Regions from separate parts of the Sus scrofa genome. Here region 2 is linked to region 1. Evidence: chromatin contacts called from public targeted proximity ligation data. All regions are on one chromosome and are shown on one strand. The core of a region is the stretch at or near the end of the contact, and the rest is flanking DNA. Distances in the headings are between cores, read along the strand shown. Region 1 holds the start of SRL (sarcalumenin). Region 2 overlaps ADCY9 (adenylate cyclase type 9).

The links.
Region 2: a contact with region 1 is called in a targeted proximity ligation map of skeletal muscle. A contact is called at or near these places in 7 of 47 Hi-C or Micro-C datasets (embryonic fibroblasts, fetal skeletal muscle, heart right ventricle and 2 more) and 1 of 2 datasets of targeted methods (skeletal muscle).

The regions. Positions count from the first base shown.
Region 1 is chr3:38,071,656-38,075,474 of Sscrofa11.1, forward strand. SRL (sarcalumenin) reads left to right here and starts at 1,724. Exons shown (of 6, transcript XM_021086705.1): 1 at 1,724-1,980. The coding sequence starts at 1,920.
Region 2 is chr3:38,185,536-38,189,354 of Sscrofa11.1, forward strand. All of the region lies in intron 3 of ADCY9 (adenylate cyclase type 9), which reads left to right. Among named protein-coding and RNA genes, the nearest start is that of ADCY9, 70 kb to the left of the region's middle.

The sequences.
Region 1 (3,819 bases), core at 474-2,973:
TCTCTGATTGCTGTGGCTAGGACTTCCAAAACTATGTTGAAGAGTAGTGGCAGAGTGGACATCCTGGTCTCGTTCCTATTCTCAGCGAGAATTCTTTCAGCTTTTCACATGGAGAATGATGTTCGCTCTGGGTTTGTCATATATGGCCAAAATTACCCGCAGAGCAACATCCAGACTGATGTTTGAGCAGACGGCTGGGCACCATGATCTCATCAAGGTGACACAGTTAACCTCCACGTCCTCTCTCGTGTGAGGCTCACCTCCAGTGTGGCTGGTGTGCCCTGGCTCACGTACCAGGTCCGGTGTCACGTGCTTTCCTTGGCTTGTTTGATGTCGTCCTCCTAACACTTGTATGTCGTAGGTCCTGTTTTCAACTTGAGTTTAGAGAGATGAGCTCTTCGTTCGAGAGAGGTTAAGTAGCTAGCCTAAGGTTGTTCAGGGAACAACTGGTTTGAAGCCACATAAAAAAAAAACAAAACCCACATGGTATGATTCCATTTTTATCGAAATCTAGGAAATGCCGACTAATGTGTAGTGACAGCAGCTGTTTGGTTGCCACGGCAGGTGTAGGTGTAGGTGGGAAGGGATGAGGGGAATGCTGGGGAGTGAGGCATCTGTCTTGATTGTGGTTGTGTAGATCTGCACGTCAACATGTATCGAGGCGGTCACTTTTTTTTTTTTTTTTTTTTTTGTCTTTTTGCCATTTCTTGGGCTGCTCCCTCGGCATATGGAGGTTCCCAGGCTAGGGGTCGAATCGGAGCTGTAGCCCCCAGCCTACACCAGAGCCACAGCAACGTGGGATCTGAGCCATGTCTGCAACCTACACCACAGCTCACGGCAATGCCGGATTGTTAACCCACTGAGCAAGGGCAGGGACTGAACCCACAAACCTCATTGTTCCTAGTCTGATTCGTTAACCACTGCGCCACGACGGGAACTCCACCTTTTTTTTTTTTTTTTTTTTTTGGCCACTTCTGTGAAAGTCCCAGGCCAGGGATCCAACCTGCGCCACAGCAGGGACCTGAGCCGCAGCAGTGAGGACCCTGGATCCTTAACCCGCTCATGGAGTTTTACACTTTGAATGGGCTGTTTGCTGGAGTCATTAAACTGTTTTCAAGGTAAAGCACACGGAAGACGCCTCTCTGCCTTTCGCCCTGCCCTCCGAGGCCGACTACCACCCTCCAGGGACACCCTCTCCAGCCAGATCAGCCAGAGCTCGCTCGGCCGCCCCGCCTGGAGAGCTGGCTTTCGGGGGTGTCACGTGCCCTCCAGAAAAATTGCATCAAAGAGCCCCTTGCACAGGCACCTCGGGAAGGAGCTCGTCCTGCGCTCGCTGGCTTAACTCGCCCCGTCGCATGTCCCTCCTCGCATGTCCCTCCTCGCTCTCATTTCCCCTCTCCGAGGCCCGGGAAGGTGATGCTCCTTGCCATTGACCTCAGAGGTCATGCGGGGCGGGCTCTACCCTCCTGACCTCCTGACCCTTGGGGAGGGGCTACCACGGTGCCGGTGGCTGGCAGGTGGGCCCTTGGTTCACAGAACTGAGGCGTGTGAAGGTTGCCGATGGCCCAGTCTTCGGATCAAGTTACTGCAGATCCTGGGAAGATTCAGTTCCTGACTCTGAGACCTGGGCCAAAGGACGCCCCGCTTCTTCTCCGCTGCTCCGCGCCCTGTGACCCCTGTCACATGACCCCGGGGCTGCTGGGGGAGAGAATCCTGCCGGGGGGGCCCTGCCTTCGGGGGTGGCAGCTGGCGCCGCCCTGGCAGGGCGAGCCTGCCGGGGTCTGCGCTGCTTCGCCATCCCACGTCCGCCCAGTTGCCCTAGTGACTGTGTGACCCTTCTCCACACCACCCCCACCCCCGCGCTGCCACCCGCCCTATAAATAGAGGCGAGGAGCAGCTGGGCTCTCTTGGCAGTCACCATGAGGGCGCTGGTCCTGCTCTGCTGCTTCATGGCCTCGCTCCTGCTCCCAGGACAAGCAGGTACGACTCTCACCCCGTCAGCCGGGCCAGACGGCGACCCCCGCGTGCCCTGAGGTTTTACGTTTACCGTGGGGCGGGGGGCAGGGGGTTGGGCGTGAGCTGGAGGGTGACCCTCCGTGACTCCTGGGGCAGACAGCAGACCTTGCTCCCAGCTGGTCTCACCCAGGAAGCCCTGGGTGCAGAGGGGCCTGAGAGCCGTCAGGGGCTCGTGGGGAGGCCAGACGGGTTGAAGCCAGTGAGCCAAGAGGTGCAGCCAGGGGTCGGGGAGAAGGGCTGGCTACTGGATGTTGTGGAAGAGGACCCTGAAAGTCAAGACCGGAGCCTCCTGGCTGGACAGATGACCCCGATCTCGGAGGTGGAGTGGCCCCTGGAGGCTGTTGAGGTGACCCTCCCACCTGGTGGAGAGCGGGCTGGGGCCTGGCTTTGCATGAGTGGGGAGGGGGCCATGGCTCAGGAGCACTAGGACAGCATGGGGGTCAGTTTGGGACAAGGTGGGAAAGAAGCGCTGGGGATCGGGCTGGAGCCCGACTTGGACTCCCTGCCGGGGAGGGCTGGGTGCCAGTCCTGCAGGGCAGCTGTGCTAGGCTGGGGGCTTCGCTGGAAAGGGCCGGGGTCTGCAGGCTGAGGCTTTTCCTTGACGTCTCAGCACTTTGTGCAGCGGAGGTGGCTCTGGTTACAGCGTGGGGGTTATTTATAGGTGTGGAGGGGGTACCGGAGCGCTTTGCCACCTCTGTTTCTGAGACTTCTGGGGCTGAGTTCCCCTTAGGGGTGCTTCAGGGGTGCTCTGGGGATCCCCGGAAACCTGGGACCCCCACTTTGCCTTTCCATGACTGCAGGCTTCATTTGCACGGGGGATCATGGGGCTTTTGAGGTTCTGTTTCTTGAGGTCCCAGACTCAGCCAGGAGGTCTGGCAGGAGCAGAAGCCGTGCCCTCAGGGGTCAGATACCCAGGCAGGGGGCTCCGGCCTCGCATGTGCCGCTGGGCCCTGCCCTTGTCTGCCCTTGAGTTAATTTGGGCTCCGTGGGGCTGCAGCAGCCGGGGCTGCGAGGATTCCAAGCGGCTGTCAGGTGGCTAAGTATGGAAACAGCCACGTAATTGGATCCTGAGCCCAGGGGCCACTGCCACCCTCTCCCCCTGGCCACCCCTCCCCTGCTCCGCCCAGCCCCAGCTGCCACCTCCTTGGCTTCCAGGCAGCTCCAGGAACTTTTAGCCTTTTAGGGGCATCCTTTATCTTTCCTCCCAGCAAGGGAACTGGACTTCTGGAAGGTTCTACAGGCCTCCCTGGGGGATCTTGCTGTTGGGAAAGGAGGCAGGCGGGTGCTTGGTGCAAAGCTCCTCTCTCTGCAGGCGCTTTCCCTCCTGGACCCTGTGTGCCCCTGGCCTGGCTTCCGGGGACGGGCTGTCCACTGGTGTGCAAGGCTCCTGCCCTTCTCGCCCCTGCTCACGCAGGTGGCTTCTTCCCTGGGGGTGGGTCGGGGGTAGGTCGTATAGCCCCTCCAGTGCAGACAGCCTCCTCCTGCGCCTCCCAGGGTTCCAGCCGTAATTGCGACTTGCCTCCACCCCCATAATCACAGTCCTTCCTATTGGTTGGTTTTCCCCTAGAATGTGCCACCAGTGATGCCACTGTGTCTCCAGGCAGCAGCTTTGGTCCTGGACTTCCCACCCCACTGCTTCTCGTTTCTACTTCCATCCCCGCCCCCAAGCAGCAGACAGCCTTCTCTCTCCAGTCCGCTTCCTGCTTCCCGGGCCACGGCCCTCTGGACGGGGGTGGGAGTGGGGGTGTGATGCGTTCCACAGCCCCCCCATCCACCCCAGTCCTTTGTAACCACTGGGGTCCT
Region 2 (3,819 bases), core at 971-3,470, 110 kb after region 1:
TTAGTGCCAGAAGCATAGCCTGGCTTGTAGCTGGTGCTCCATGTTTGTGACACGAATGAATGAGTGAATGAATGAAGATTCTAACTACTCGGGTTCCGCACCTCTGCAAAACTGCGCCCCAGACGTCTACATGCAGCGAAGCCGGTTTGTTTGGTGGGTCCAGGGATGGCGGCGACTCGTTCTTCAGGAGTAGTTGTGGGGTTGACGAGGGAGAGACCACCGCTGGGGTCTTCAAAGGACCTGGGGAAGGGGGTGGTGCCTGGGGATGTGACCTGGGCCCATGGGTGTGGGACAGTGGGCAGCCTGAGGCTCTGGGCTCCTTGGGGCCTGTGGGAAAGGCTGCCGGACAGGGACTCAGGATTGAAAACCCACGTGTTTATTTAGGGCCCAGGAAATGTGGGATTGAATGGCTTGGTTTAGGCCATCATGTCTAAGTTTTTTGAAACGGGCATTTCAAGAAGTCTGTTTATCTTTAATAATACTGCAGCTCCTTACAGTTCTTATTCAGTTATCATTTATACACATGGAAAACCAGCATACCCTTTTTTGGGCAAAGCTCCAGCATAACTCCTTGTGCATAATTTCCAGGATTTTTATGTAATGCTCTTAAATTCTGTTCACTTCTTCTTCTTCTTTTTTTTTTTTTTTTCCTTTCAAAGAAAAATATGCTATTGAAAGCAGCTTTTGGTCCATTTATATCTGTGTTTGAATTGTGTAGGAAATAATAACTTTGGTTTTTTTTTTTTTTTTTTTACCACATAGTTTGTAGACTGGAAGAAAACCTGCATGCAGGTGGTTTATTGTCTTGTTTATGGGTTTCAACATGCACTGTCCCATTAAGGCTTCAGCATTTTAAGTGAAGGAGGCTATTGCACATGGATTTCATTCGTTTTGCCCTTTATTAAGTGTTAACATTCCAAGTGTGGATTGCATTGCATTCTGTAGCTGCATAAATGAGTTCTTTTCCCCACAAGAAAGTGCTTCTTAGGGTCATTAATGTTAATTTTTGTTTTATGAGTGAGCTGTCTAAAACCAGGGGAGGGGGATGTTTCTGAAAGAAGAGTGCTTTTATTAGAACCATCTTATTTGCAAAAGGAAATTTGTTGGATAGATTAGCTTTTCATTTTAAGATGTTTTTTCCACTCACTAATTAGGCACTTTGGGGACACTGTTTTAATCTCTAGGGTCCTCAGTTTCCTCCTGTTTGTAAAACATAAAGTTTGAAGGAGATGTGCTCTCGCTTCCCCACCATCCTCTCAGAATAGCCGAGTTTCGGTGACTGGAACGTCGGCCACGTTCTTCATACGAAGGACTGGTTTCTTCCTCATCCCTTGTTTAAACGGTGAACCCTCATTTAGATAAATTTAGCATATGGAAACTCAGATTTACAGAACCGCTAAATTGCAGGGCATGGTGAGATTCTTAAGGTTTTAAGGGATTCTTTACTTCCTTTAAATATGAGTAAATAAGACTGGGTTACAGAAGTATAATTTACACACGGTTTTTTGGGACCACATTTGTTGTATCAAGCCAGGGTATCATTAGAGGAACCCCATTTGATTTTGAAAGTTCGAGAAATTCTTTCGAAAGGGTTGGAGAAAAATGTGAAGTGATTACGTTTTTTAAAAATGTGCTTCAGTTCCCGTTTGAACATTATTTTGGAGAGCGATTGGAAGGTTAGTTTCTAAGAGAATGAATTTCACTTGTGTTGGCAAGTTTTTCACGAGTAGAACAGAACAAACACCGGATTAATAATGTTCTTAGCGCTTATTCCATTAACAAAAGACTCACTTGCTCCTGGAAGTGTGTTCCTGGAGCTGCCGGCTGCCTGGTTAGTGAGCCAGGGTCCTGTGTATTTTCTGTAGAGTTAGTGTGACTTTCGTAGCCCCCAAATTAAGGTAGACAGTGGAAAGCGTCTGCCTTTGACCTCCTCATTAGAAACTAGAAGTCACCAATGATAAATGGAAACCCAGGATTTAATTATAAAGGATTTATGAGGTTTGAATGGTTTTCTTATCCTCTCTTATAAATAGCAAAGGGGCTCATGGAAAGTAATATAACATTTTCTGTGATTTGCATGACTGGCGAAGCAAAGTCAGCAGGACAAACACTCCACTTTGTCCTGAAAGACGGTGTTGACACTGGGTACGTTTGTCATCCGACCCCGGAGAGAGTTTCACCTCAACAAAGGCCCAGCTTGTGAAACTGTAGCTTCCCTTAGAGAAACTGTTATTCACAGCCTGTGGAGTCATATGTTTTCTACCAGCTAAAGCGACTGACTCAGTGTGTCAGTAATTGCAGGAGGTTAAAAACTTTTAGAACTACCATGCAAACAAAACATTTCAAAGGACTTGTATGGCCTCTAATACACATTCCATGGTGCCTTTCTCAGCTGGAATCACTTAATTAACTCTCTGTTCTTTCTGGCTCCCGAAAGAAATTGTGATTTATGAACACGTTCAGAGCTGGTGATTCTAAGATAGCCACTTTGTCCCTCTGCCATTTGAAGTTCAAATGGAAATGTTTGCTTTCATAGCTCTAGTCATGATGTTACTTTATTTAGTAGCTATTAAATTTCCAATTCCATACACTCCTCTGGAGGGGTTCCAGTTTGCACTAAGGTTTCTGTTTCTTTCGACAACATTGCTCGTGGTGTGTGGAACTTTCTTGAACAAAGAATATGAACAAGGTTCTCTTTGGAGTGGATGATTTTAAGTGATTTTTAGCATATGCATAGATATGTGCCACCATCACCACAATCAGTGTTTTTTTAAACATTCAAGTGTAGTCGATTTACAATGGTGTGTTGGTTTCTCCCGCACAGCAAGGTGGTTCAGTTGTACATACATACATATATATATATATATATGCATCCCTTTTAAAATATTCTTTTCCATTATGGTTTATTGTAGGACACTGCATAGAGGTCTTTCAGTAGGACCCTGTTGTTTGTCCGCTCTATGTATAATAGCTTACATCTGCTAACCCCAACCTCCCACTCCATTCCTCTCCCAACTCTCTCCCCCTTGGCCAGCACAAACCTGTTCTCTTTGTCCATGGATGTGTTCCTGTTTTGTAGATAGTTCATTTGTGTCATATTTTGTTTATTTATTTTTGCTTTATTGGGCCGTACTCACAGCGTATGGAGGTTCCCAGGCTAGGGGTCCAATTGGAGCTGTAGCTGCCGGCCTACAACACAGCCACAGCAACGCAGGATCCGAGCCATGTCTGCAACCTACACCACAGCTCACGGTAACGCTGGATCCTTAACCCACTGAGCAAGGCCAGGGATCGAACCTGTAACCTCATGGCTCCTAGTCGGATTTGTTAACGGCTGAGCCATGATGGGAACTCCTGTGTCATATTTTAGATTCCATATATAAGTGTTATCATATGGTACTTTCTCTTTCCTACTTACTTCGTTTTGTGTGGTAATCTCTAGTTGCGTCCGTGTTGCTGTGAATGGCATTATTGTGTTCTTTTTGATGGCTGAGTAGTATTCCATTGTGTGTATGTACCACATCTTTCTCCATTCATCTGTCGATGGACATTTTGGTTGTTTCCATGTCTTGGCTATTGTGAATAGTGCCACAGTGAACCTGGAGGTGCATGTATCTTTTTAAATTATAGTTTTGTTTGGATATATGTCCAGGAGTAGGATTGCTAGATCATATGTCAAGTCTATTTTTAGTTTTCTGAGGAACCTCTCTACTGTTTTCCATCGTGGTTGTACCAACTTAACATCTCCACCAACAGTGTAGAAGGGTTTCCTTTTTTCCACACCCTCTCCAGCATTTGTTATTTGTAGTCTTTTTAATG